2 separate regions of the Canis lupus genome follow, and region 2 is linked to region 1. A link is a contact called in public Hi-C data. All regions are on one chromosome and are shown on one strand. Each heading gives the region's core, a stretch centred on a gene start, on an enhancer-like site or on the middle of the called end of the contact. The rest is flanking DNA. Distances are from core to core; before and after follow the strand shown. Region 1 holds the start of CFI (complement factor I). Region 2 holds the start of SEC24B (protein transport protein Sec24B).

The links. A called contact is a pair of places that touch in the nucleus more often than the background predicts.
Region 2: a Hi-C map of blood shows a contact between it and region 1, with 4 times the contacts expected there. The contact joins the promoter of SEC24B here to the promoter of CFI in region 1. A contact is called at or near these places in 4 of 9 Hi-C or Micro-C datasets (amygdala, blood and skin fibroblasts).

What each region holds. Positions count from the first base shown.
Region 1 is chr32:9,891,657-9,898,086 of UU_Cfam_GSD_1.0, forward strand. It overlaps CFI (complement factor I), which reads left to right and starts at 3,482. Exons shown (of 14, transcript XM_038581907.1): 1 at 3,482-3,750. It overlaps GAR1 (H/ACA ribonucleoprotein complex subunit 1), which reads right to left. Exons shown (of 7, transcript XM_038581916.1): 2 at 2,583-2,789; 3 at 967-1,121; 4 at 450-509. The coding sequence starts at 2,778.
Region 2 is chr32:10,215,218-10,221,647 of UU_Cfam_GSD_1.0, forward strand. It overlaps SEC24B (protein transport protein Sec24B), which reads right to left and starts at 3,575. Exons shown (of 23, transcript XM_038581922.1): 1 at 3,435-3,575. The coding sequence starts at 3,561. LOC111093675 (a long non-coding RNA gene) reads left to right here and starts at 4,779. Exons shown (of 5, transcript XR_005382519.1): 1 at 4,779-5,227.

The sequences.
Region 1 (6,430 bases), core at 2,232-4,731:
TCTCAGCTTCTAGTTTATTCAGAAAGCCAATATACTAAATATGGTCCCACTACTAACATCCTCATGGCAATCTGCAGTTCTCCTTCACAGCATTTATCATGTTTTGAAAGATCTGTGAAATCATTTAATATCTGACTTCTCTCAAATAATGTTTCCTAATTTAACGCTTTATTTAGAAAGTTTGGTCATGTAAGCTTTCAGTAAGAATCTTGCAGAAATGAAAAAACATACTGTAGCAGTTACAGAATTTGCCTAAGAGTAATTTCTGAAAGCTTGTATTAAATTACTTTTAAGGATCAGTAAGTTCAACATTTAAAGTACAGAACATATCAATTTAAGAGCTTCACTAGTGATATACTGGAGGGTTCAAGTGCTCTAAGTAGCACTGTCCTAAGGAAGGTCATTTACTTACAAAACCAAAGATCCTACTTATCAGAAGCTTCACTCACCTTCTGCAGTTTTTTAAAGGAAGATGCCTTCATATTTTCTGACAATTTAACAGAAAAATACTATTAGTTACATTAAGGAATAAGCAATTAAGATCACAAGAGGTAACCTTCTGAATTCCTATGTAATTTTAAAAACAAAGCTATATGGAAATATCTAGAAAAAGTAAGAAATAAGTTTCCAAGAGGAAATGAAGTTTTTATTTTTAAAACTTCTAATTCCACGCTATTCCAGTAGCATCATCATAATCAAAGCAAAGTACCTTAATCCTGTAGCACTTACCCAAATGGTAATCACTTCTTAAACCTTCCAAAAAGGAAGTTACTCTATTATAGTCTTCCTTTTCAATACGGGGAGATACATTCTCTTCTCTTGATTCTCCTTTATGTTACAATCTTACCAATACTCTCTCCCAATTGAATAAAACAAGAAGTTTAATTAAAACAATACTTAGCTCCAGAAAAAAGCAAATGGTAACCTTTTAATGAGATCACTGGGTCTTCTAATGAAAAAGGATACAAAATCTCTAAGTTGTCCAAATATTTCATCCACTTTACCAATTTGTTCTTTGTTCTCTAAATAAACTGGAGCATTAAAATAAGGCACCTTATTTTCGTCTGTAGTACATTTACAAACTATGTCATCTTCACAGGGATGCAGGAACTCTCCTAATACTGAAATAGGACAAGAAAATGTTAAAATGTAAAACAGTTTCAAATGATATTGACCAACATCATCTGGAAGTTTCTTCTTGGGTACCTGGGATTTCACTTATGTGTTCTCCTCTGAGGCAAAAAAAAAAAAAAAAAGCCAAAAACTCCACATTAGCTCTGTGACCTGGGGTAAGATTCTTTTCTCTGATTCACTGTCCTATTCTTAATAAGGGCAAATAGCAATACCAACACCCTATATATATTACTATGAGGAATAAATACAATAATAAATGTCAGGTGCTTAGAAAAGTACCTGGCACATTGAGGCCATCCAACCTATAAGAGGTGTTTTATTATAACAATAAGTATTATTATTAAGCACCATGCTTACATTCTGTCTCTTCATTTCCCCGGTCCCTAATTGTAAATCAGTCTTTGTTCTCCTTTTTTCCTCCCTTTAATAACCTCCTACTACCACGTCTTTACCAATGACTCTTCACTCTTTTTCAGGGACGCGTGGAATCCAAAATAACTACCTTTATTTCTGACCGTCACCCCAAACTAAAAAACTCATCACATCCCTCCAAAACCAATTCTTCATCCCTATCACCCAAAATCCAAACCTGGAACCTTTTATTCCCAAGAATTAGCCAAGTTCTACTGAATTTATTTCCATTGAAATTGCTCTCCCATCAAACCCGTCCTTTTTTTTCTCCTCACTTTCACTACCCTCACAGTGCATCATGCACGGACTGTTGCATGCTTGTGGGCTACTTCACATAGACCTATGACTCTAGCCATTGCACTCTTCAAACCATTTTGCACACTGATCCAACCAGTGTGAGGTTGCACTCTCTTCATCACTTCTCCTTTTTGATGTAGGCTTCTACTATCAAATCTGTCTCACGTCCCAGGACTTCCATCCCACCTCATTGATAATTACTTCAAATCTACTCTCATTAGGTTTTTTTTCCTTGGCTTCCCTCCCCTCTGTAGATTCCCTAACAAGCAATTTTCCTCACTTCTCTTACTTATGAAAAGCAATGGAGAGCATGGGCTTTGGAGTCAGAAAACGTGGCTTTGTAGCTCAAACGGATCACTTATTAATATGATGCCAGCAAAGAAACTTATTACTACGACCCTAGCAAAGAAACTCAACTCTCACGGTTTTCTTACCTGTAAAACGGGGACAACAGGAATAAACACACAGTATTACCTACTTAATAACTTCCTTTCAGCCCAAGCTCAAGTTCCACCTCCACGACGCATTCTAAGTGTTGTTCTGCCTTCTTGATCGCCCCTTTACATTTGAGCGCTACAACACGATTGTAAGTCAGCTTACAGCATCTCCAGACCCGATTCCCCAACCCAGCAGCAACTTCCATAGGAGAGCTGCTAGAGCTGCCTTTCAGCACGCTCATTTCCCAAACTTAAACCCACAACCTCCGCCCCCAAGTAGGTTAAGCTTTGAAACCGACATACAAACTACGTGCTCCGGAGGTCCTTGGTCTTGGCCTTTGTTAAAGCCTCCGCGGCCACCTCCTCGTCCAAATCCTCCTCTACCACCACCGCCGCCTCGGAAATTACCGCCTCCACCTCGGAAGTGGTTGTTGCTTCCGCCGCGACTGAAGCCACCACCTCGATTAAAGCCTCCACGACCACCGCCTCGAAAAGACATGCTTACTCTACCTGGTAAGAAAAACAGTACGTATCTTTTTGGTCATTGTGGCCTCTGGGTGCACCACCCTCTGTGCCACGGTCAGAACATCATACAGCGGGACAGTAAGAAGTACAGCAACCTTGCCACCTCGCCCAAGGCCAAGCCGCCAGAGATGAACCCGAGGGTGAGGCGTGTCACCTTCCCGTTGCCCTGTGCGCGCGGACCGACCGCTCACCAGCCTCTCCGCCCCCGGTCAGTATCTCCTCCCCCAGCAGGCAGAAAGGTCTTCACGCCACATTCCCTTCCTTCCCCCCTCCCTCCGTAGCTGGGTCCCGCGTCCAGACATCCTCAGACCCCTCTGCTCGCCACCGCAACGCACCGGAGCCACGTGCACCTCCGGCCCCGCTGCCCCCACCCACCCGCCAGCCCGGTACTTCCGCCGTGAACGAGCCTCCTCGGCCACCGTACCCGCACAAAGGTGGCGGGGAGCGACAAGAAATTCGAACGACTGATTTACAAAAAAAGCCAGTCACCGGCAGAACCGGGGGCGCTGTCCCATTTCCAAAACGGCCTTCAGCGCTGGAAGAGCGGCGCTACTACCCACCGTCAAACAGTAGTTTACGGCAGTCGCGTCCGTTTGCCTACGAGGAGCGGAGGAAATGACGTATAATAGTGGCGTCCGTTGACTCGAGAAGTTGCCGGAAGTGCGGCCGCGCTGTTGCCCCGGGAGATGGTTGGCGTGAGAGTTCCGCCCCCCTCTCCCGGGGACCTGGCGGTTCCAGGTGGCTGGGAGCTGGTGGGGAGCCCTGGCTTCTCAGGCTGCAGAATGGTCTCCTCGTTCGTTAGTTCGTCGCCAGCCCCAGCAACTGTACTGCCCCGTCTCTGAGTTTGCAGCTGCGCTGTACGCAGGGGTGGATCTGGTGGGGTCGCAACCCGCGCAGGGCTTCCTGCGTTCTTCTGAGCGCGTGTGTTTCTTCCGGACCTTTTGAGGTAAGCTCGACTGTGAGGTGAACCGGGGCGGTCCTTTTGTCCCGTCGTTACGCTTCGTTAAAGGAAGGGGGGACGTGCGTGCACGTGTGTTCTTTTCTTTAAAAATGTTTTTTTTTGGGGGGGATCCCTGGGTGGCGCAGCGGTTTGGCGCCTGCCTTTGGCCCAGGGCGCGATCCTGGAGACCCGGGATCGAATCCCACGTCGGGCTCCCGGTGCATGGAGCCTGCTTCTCCCTCTGCCTGTGTCTCTGCCTCTCTCTCTCTCTCTCTCTCTCTCTCTGTGACTATCATAAATAAATAAAAAAAAATTTTAAAAAATGTTTTTTTTTACTAAAAATAAAATAAATAAAAATGTTTTTTCTTTAAAAGTATATTTTATGTAACAAAAAGCGAAGCCGTATTTTTAAAAAAATTATTTTAAAGATTTCATTTATTCATTCATGAGAGGGAGAAACAGGCTCCATGCAGGGAGCCCGACATGGGACTCGATCCCAGATCTCCAGGATCACGCCCTGGGCTGCAGGCGGCGCTAAACTGCTGAGCCACCGGGGCCTTTTTTTTTTTTTTTTTTTTACCTTTTAGTTAGGCGATCTCTACACCCAACATAGGGCTGGGACTCACAGCTGGGAGCGGAAGAGTGTCAGGCTCTTCTGACTGAGCCAGCCAGGGGTCCCTGGAGAGTAGGTTTTGAGCACTGACACAGGCCGTGGACCATCTATGCTACAAGCCCCTCTATCCTTTTTTTCCTTTAAGACCTTCATACCTAATTTAAGCTTCCGGTGAGATTTCTCTACCAAGGAAAGCTAGTGATCTCCTATTTGTTAAATTTGGTTGGTCTCTTTTATACTGGAATCTTTCGAGACCTTCCTTCCTTTGGTATTTGACACAGTCCACCTCCTCTTCTTTGAAAGGGTGGGGATTGGTACCTGCTTCAGAGGGCTGATGTAATTGGGAAGAACTTTGTGAGCTTCGCTATGGGAATACTAGTGATGTAGTTTTGGAAATATAGGTGAGGTTTGCTGGGGTGAAGTCCAGAGCCAACCACCAAGAAAGAATTCTTGAGACGTCTTTGGTGCAAAATGGTGGTTTTGTTTTGTTTTGTTTTGTTTTGTTTTGTTTTGTTTTGTTTTTTTTAAAGCATGGGGGCAGGACCCACAGGCAGGAAGAGTGCTGCTGCCCCCCGGCTAGTGAGGGCTGGCTGATTATATACCTGGGAGTTGAAGGTAAGGAAAAGGGAAGTTTCAAAAAGATTTCCGTATGTTGGGGAGGACCTGTAAGATACTGGAGGCCTTGCAGTTGTCAAGTTGATATGAGAGAGCTTGGTTCTTGCCTCATGGAGTTGAAGAATGAATCTCATGGACAATAGAGAGTGAGCAAAGCGATAAAAGTTTAGTAAGCAGAGGTACAGAGAAAGTTCTCAGAAGCCAGAGGGGTCCCCACAGGATTGCCACAGGGCTTTTAGTGGCAGTCTTTGATTGAGAACCGGGCCAGGGAGCCCAGTGGCCTTGAGATTCTTGTGCAGTCTTGGATTGATCAGAGAGTATTGATAACACCATAATGACTGACTTCTTTGTGGTCTTGTGAGTTTCCGTGATTACTTAGTAACCATCAAAGGGAGATACTCCCCAACATTTTGGAGCTAGGAAGCCAGGTTTATTATTTTTCTCTGTTTTTACTGTCTTTGTTTTCTTGGGATGGGTGGGAGCCTGACTCTGGACCTTTCGTTTATGGGAACCCACAGATTTCTGGGAGCTTGATTCTCAGCCTTTCCCTTAACTTTCCCTGCCTAGCCCCATTTGCCGCTCCTTCCTACATCAAAGTTAAGTTGTTTTTCCTCTAGCGGGGCATTAACATTAAGATACTTGGGAACTTCCTGGGGGAAAGTCACATATATTCCCACCTAGGAGTGGAAGGGGGGTGTTGCAGGGTGTGAGCTTGTGCTTTGTCCTCAGCTAGCCTTCTGTTCCCTCATCACTAGGAATCACAATATGTTTTCTGCACTATTCTAAGCCCCTAAGAAGCCTAGATATAAAAGGAACTTGATAAATGTATTTTTATTCATATTTGGTAAATGTATTTTAAATACTGTATATCATGAAGAATATTATTCATAACGGCCCTGCCCTATTTTGCTTTGCTTCATTTAACTTTTATGTTCAGCGTTTAGCTCCATTTGGGGTCCGCTTTTATTTCTAACTCACTGTGATAAAAATTATTGAAGTTTTATAAGACCTTCAGGATTACCTGGTACCCCTTTATTTTACTTCTTGACAGCAAGAAAGTAACATTCAGAGACGTGAAGTAACTTCAGCCACTTAGAGGAACAAAGTAGAACCCTAGAGTCTCAGAGTTTTCAGTCCTTTTCGGTCCCAACCCTCATCTCTTATTCTTCCCAAATTGTGCGTCATTCCCGTTCCCTGTTAGTCTTCATGATAGCACCATACCCTTGGTTTCTGAATCTTTGGACTCAGACCTCTGAGTACTCTGCTCTATCATTGTTATCAATCTAATTTGTTACACAATAAGAGAAACTAATACAGATTTTGGTTCTAATTTGTTACACAATAAGAAAAACTAATACAGATTTTGGTTCTCAGCGCAAACAGGATGTTTGCGCTGAGAAGTGGACTGTGGTAATACTTCCAAGAAAATAGGCGAGATTTTGCCAAATTCTTTGAAGA
Region 2 (6,430 bases), core at 2,325-4,824, 320 kb after region 1:
AGATTTTATTTATTTATTCATAGAGAGAGAGAGAGAGAGAGGCAGAGACACAGGCAGAGGGAGAAGCAGGCTCCATGCAGGGAGCCCGATGTGGGACTCGATCCTGGGTCTCCAGGATCATACCCTGGGCTGCAGGAGGCGCTAAACCGCTGCGCCACTGGGGCTGCCCTGAACCTCTATTTAAACCGTAACAGCTCTGCTTTTTTTCTGATTTCTCCATCAGTGCTCTATCCACTATTTCCTTTGGAAAAAAATAAATGTTTTTTTAAAATGTTGGATAACCACTAAAATAAGTGATCTCTAGATACCATTTCAGTTTAACAATTCTGTCTCCTGTAATGTTACATATGCACACTTCTGACTTGTTTCTTTTTGCCATGTCTGGAATTCCATTGAGACACATGAAAAGGCAAACTATTTCATGTAGGGCTAAAGAATAAACCAATACCCAAGGACTGCTTAATCTTTATTATAAATGCCAATACAATGTAGAAAACATAATTTTTTCTAAGATTAGCAAAACAAAACAAAACAAAAAAAAGGGGCACCCCAGTCACTTAGCGGTTTAGAGCCGCCTTCAGCCCAGGGCATGATCCTGGAGTCCCAGGATTGAGTCCCATGTCAGGCTCCCTGCATGGAGCCTGCTTCTCTCTCTGCCTGTGTCTCTGCCTCTCTCTCTCTCTCTCTCTAATAAATAAATGAAATCTTAAAAAAAAAAAAAAAATAGATTTGATCTTCTCTACTTAAGCTACTTCCTTCCACAAAAACAATAAAAAATTTGACCCTAGTTCTTTATCCTTTTTGTTTAATTGAGGTATAATTGACATATGCTCTATTAGTTTCCGGTATACAACATAATGACTCAATATTTGTATAAATTACAAAAATGATCACTATAATAAGTCTAGTTAACATCTGTCACCATACATAGTTACAGATTTTTTTTCCCTTGTGATGAGAACTGGTAAAATTTACTCTTAGCCTATTTCTTTATCTTAATTTCCAAATTCCTTGACCATGACATTTAAGGCCTTTCTGCAACCTGACTCCTTTTTAAGTAGTATTCCTTACAGCTTCTGTGCCTTGGGTTCTCCCTATTACCCAGCACACTTCTTGCCTCTTGACAGCTTAGTTTCTAAACATGCCTGCACTTTCACAATTTTGAGACTTTTGTTCATGCTATAAATCTCTGTCTCAAGATATTCTTGTCCTCTTATTGTTACCCATCAAATCCCTCAAGGTCAGAAGCAACTGGAATGTCAATAAAATACAGGTGAATTTAGGAGAAAGGCAGGAATTCTATTTTTCTACTAGGCTAATCTTAATTACCTGAATGGCAAACATGCAACAAATGCTGAAATGAATTATGTTAATGTTTATAAACGGTAGAAACAAACATCACTTAAATTTGGCTTCTAATGTTCTTACAGATCTAATATCCTCATTACAACTGATATTCTGGCATTTCTTGAGCCTTCACAAAATTTGTAAGGCTAAGTAAGATCAGTATTTGCCACTTTATTTTTTTAAATTTTTATTTATAAAGAAGGGCATGGTTTTTTGTTTTAAGATTTTATTTATTTATTCATAAGAGACACACACACACAGAGAGAGAGAGAGAGGCAGAGAGACACAGGCAGAGGGAGAAGCAGGCTCCACACTGGGAGCCCGATGTGGGACTCGATCCTGGGTCTCCAGGATCATACCCTGGGTTGAGGGCGGCGCCAAACTGCTAAGCCACCAGGGCTGCCCAGTATTTGCCACTTTAAAAATCATTCACTAACACAATAATGCATACCCAGAAAATCAAAAAAAGACACTTCTTGGAACACTATTAAACATGGGTTTACAATATTCCAAAAGGCTTGAAATCTCTTCTTAAATTATCACGTGCTAGTTCCTTCGCTCACAAAACTGTTTAAAAACAAAACGAAAACGACAATCTGTATTAAGTTTACAAGGACAAAAACCGCTCAGAGAGTATCTTAATGTGTGCTCGGGACAGGAACACAAAGCCTACAACACTGTTCACATTCACACCCATTAGAGGAAACGACGGCTCCTGGAAATAAAGCATTATGGTTGATTCAAAGTATATTATGCCTAAGATATCACTTTTTGGGAAAAAAAAAAAACAAAAAACAAAAAACTCAACCTCTGATTCTCAGCATAAACTTATGATAAACTTCATGTTTGAAAAGTATCAGCTGTCAAAACCACATACTGGCTAAACTGATTTATATAGCCCAGTGAATTTTCATTAACTGGATAAAAGAGGTCAGTTCAACAATTGTTTGAAAAGTACTAGTGTAGTCCTGCTGTCTCACACAGGGCATTTTTCTTAAGCATTCAATCACTGGCGAGGGTTCTCATCCAAGATACTATAACCTGAGTTCCCCCTTCCCAGGCCCCATCCGTAAACATGCAGATCCCAAGATGAGGTCATAAATGGCCTAGAAATGATCATTTTTCACTTGAACCTCCTGCATTCTGAAAGCCTACGACCTTAGCATGAAAGCGGCTTTCAAGTCGACAGGCTGCTGCCGGCATCAAGGCCTTTTCTTCCCCCGACGCGGGGCCAACTCCGGCACGCTTTTGTATTTCAAAAGTGAAGCTGAGGAGGGGTGAGGGGTGGGGTGGGGAAAGACACCCAGATCTAAAGGTATTCGTTTAAATAAAGCCGTTTGACACCTGCTCCCTTTGCAACGCGACCAAGCAAACTTCCAAACGCTAGAGCAGCCGCCGCAGCTGCAATGACAGGTCTCGCAGGCCGAACTGGGTCAGGGTTACGGTCACACTTCATGTTGCATATTTACACCCTTTTGTCTACAAACTTGAGCGCTCACTTAAGTTCCCTTCAAGGCCACGTGCTCGCAGGGCCGCAGAAATCAAAGCAATTCTGCTGCGACGGGGAAGGGCGGCAGCCCCGCAGCCCGAGGGCCACAGCAGCCTTCCCCGGACCGCGCACTCCGCGCGGCCTCGGCTTCTCGCCGGCGACAGGGTCGCCCGGGGCAACTCGCCGGCGCCCCGGCCGGGCTGGAGGACCTCTCCTCGGAGGCCGGGCCCCGCCTTTGCCGCCTCCGGCTAACCCCCGGCGCTTTCGGGCCCAGGGTCACGTTACGTAAGCAGCCCCGGCCCCGGCTTCCCCGGGTCGGCCCCCGCCTCCGCGCCAGGGCGCCCCTCCCCCTCCCCCTCCCCCTCCCCCGCGGCCCGCGGCCCCCCCTCGCAGCCCGGCCCCCCTCGGCGCGGCCTCCGCCCGCGGCCTCCGCCCGGCGCCCCCAACCCGGCAGCCCCCGCCCCAACGCCCCACCCCCCGGCCCGGCCCGGCCCGGCCCGGCCCGGCCCGGCCCGGCCCGGCGGGTCCCGAGCGCCAGCGCCAGGCTGCCCGCCGCGCTAGGCCCCGCGCCGCGCTCTGCCGGGGCCGCCCGCCTCACCGTTCTGCTGGTGCGGCGCCGGGCCCGGGCCTGCGGGCGCCGCGGCTCCTGAGGCGCTGGCCCCGCCAAGCTTGGGCGGGATCCGGGCGCTGGCGGCCGGATGAGGGGACTCGGCGGGGGCCGACATGACGGCGCTGCTGGCGGCGGCGGCGGCGGCGGCGGCGGCGGCTCCGCTCCGGGGAGGTGGGCGGAGGGAAGGGAAGGCGGGGCCCGAGAGGCGAAAGGAAGAGGAAGGAACGCGCCCGGCGTCACCGAGGGAGTCGCCCGGGACTGCGGTCGGGCTGCCGGCGCTGCCCCGCGGAGCCTCGCTCGGCCGCCAGGCCTCCGGCCCCCGGCCCGGTCCTGCCCGGTCCTGCCCTGCTGCGCGCCCCGAGCCCCGAGCCCCGAGCGCGCGCCTCCGGCCTGGGGTCGGTCCTCGCGCCGCGGGCCCGGGGCCGTCGCCGCCACGCCCCCTGCAGGCCGCCGCCCGGCGACTTCAGGCCCGAGGCGGGGCCGGGGCTGCGGCCTCACCGCGCGCGGGGCGGCGGCGGCGCAGGCCCCGGCGCAGCAGCGGGGGTCGCCCTGAGGCGGGAGGGGGGGCAGCCCGGGAGGAGAAGGGAAGCCGGCGGGCGGTGCGGGGAGGGGACCCGACAGCCGCGGGGGGACAGCCGGAGCCCGGGCCACGCCGCCCGGGCGGACCCCACCCACCCGCCTCCCTCCGAGGGGGAGCCCTGCGTTCCAGTTTGGGTTTGTTTGTTTGTTTTAAGATTTTATTTATTTATTCATGACAGAGAGAGAGAGAGAGAGGCAGAGACACAGGCAGAGGGAGGAGCAGGCTCCATGCAGGGAGCCCGACGTGGGACTCGATCCCGGGTCTCCAGGATCCCGCCCTGCGCTGAAGGCGGCGCTAAACCGCTGAGCCACCGGGAGGCCCCCGTGTTGGTTTTTTTTTTTTTTTTAATTTTTATTTATTTATGATAGTCACACAGAGAGAGAGAGAGAGAGGCAGAGACACAGGCAGAGGGAGAAGCAGGCTCCATGCACCGGGAGCCCGACGTGGGATTCGATCCCGGGTCTCCAGGATCGCGCCCCGGGCCAAAGGCAGGCGCCAAACCGCTGCGCCCCCCAGGGATCCCCCCGTGTTGGGTTTTAATGTCGAATTATTTTCCCCCCCCTTGATGTTAATTCTAAAGGAAATATGGGATTCTAAATCCCCTGCAAAAGAAGGGGAAACATTCCGCGTTGATAAACACAGGAATCGAAGTAGGAGTTGCACCATTCTAAACTTTTCCCACTGACTGCAATCCAGGGAAGAAAAAGGAAAAAAAAAAAGGGGGGGGGGGGTAAGAAACTGGAAAACAAACTTTAACTTCTTTATGATTTTTACCAAGGGTTGCTTCATTCTGTTGGTGTTTAGGAAAGAAGCTTATATAGGGGCGTCTGGGTGGCCCAGGGAGTTAAGCTTCTGCCCGTGGCTGGGGTCCTGATCCCTAGGTCCTGGGACGGAGCCCCGCTCCTTGCTTCTCCCTCTCCCCTCTACTCGAGCTCTCTCTTGCTATCTCTCTCAAATAAAATCTTGAAAAAAAAAAAAAAAAAAGCCAGAGCAACCAAAGCAAAAACTCTGTTTGCTTTTTCTACATAGAAATCTTTGATGCCCTGACCTGTCCCAGCATGGTAATTGACAAGCAAGTCTTAGACTACGTTAGCGAAGTCGTTTTGCCATTTTGGAATCCTGAGTACGGCACCATCATTCTGTATTAGGAATGAAATTGCTCAGAAACATCATTGGATTCGAAATGGGATCTAGCAACAAGGTATTTCTGGAGTGATCAGTCTAATGTACAGAATAACTATGGAGATCATGTAGTCTGTTCTAGAATAATGCAAAGCTTGTCTTTCGTTGTTCACCTCAATTAATGATACTTGGTGCTTTAAAGCACCGAATGGACTACATATAGAATTTCAGTGGTTGGATTTGTATTTTTTGAGTTTTAGGATTTTCTGGGATACATCATGCTCCACATAGACAAAAGGGGCAAGCTCTTTTCCACAGCATTTCCACCTTTTCCACAGAAACCTAAGCCATGCATGAGCAAAAGATCACACTCTGCTTTATCAAGGAGATTTCATGGTTACAGGTTCCAGCACTTGCCAGGAGTTCTTTGAAAAAAGCCTCAGTAAGAAAAAGCCCTGGCTTAAGGTTACCATTATGACGGTCAGGGAATAACTAGGCAATTGGCATTCGGTCCCTGAATGTATCTTCCTGAGTGTAAGAAGTCCATTTTAATCAGAGGTATATGGAATGAAGGTGAGCCCTATCTCTTTGGGAGAGACTCCTAAAGGGGTGGGCTGGGACTATATGTTTCAGCAAATCTTCCCTACAATCTTTGTGACCTAAACGGCTTCCACTTGTCCACTAATTGACCATTGTATTTTCTAGTATGGTTATGAGAATCTTTTGCATGTCAGATCCTAGAACCTCTATGAAAATATGTTATTTTGCTCCATTACTTTTTTTAAAAAGATTTTATTTATTTACTCATGAGAGATAGAGAGAGAGAGAGAGAGAGAGAAAGGCAGAGACACAGACGGAGAAGCAGGCTCCATGCAGGGATCCCCATGTGGGATTCAATCCCGGGACTCCAGGATCATGCCCTGAGCTGAAGGCAGGTGCTCAATAGCTGAGCCACCCAGGCGTCCCTGCTCCATTACTTTAAGTTCCATGACTGCTATCAATGAAGAAAAAAAGAGGGAAAGGATGAAGGATTGAATGCATACTTATCATATACCAGGCACTGTACTAGTCACTTGATACATTTAGTCCTCACAATAACTCTATGGGTTATTTTTCTTTTCTTTTTAAATATTTATCTATCTATTCATGACACACACACACACACACACACACACACAGGCAGAGGGAGAAGCAGGTCCTCCCCAGGGAGCCTAATGCGGGGCTTGATCACAGATCCCAGGATCATGCCCTGAGTTAAAGGCAGACGCCCAACCGCTGAGTC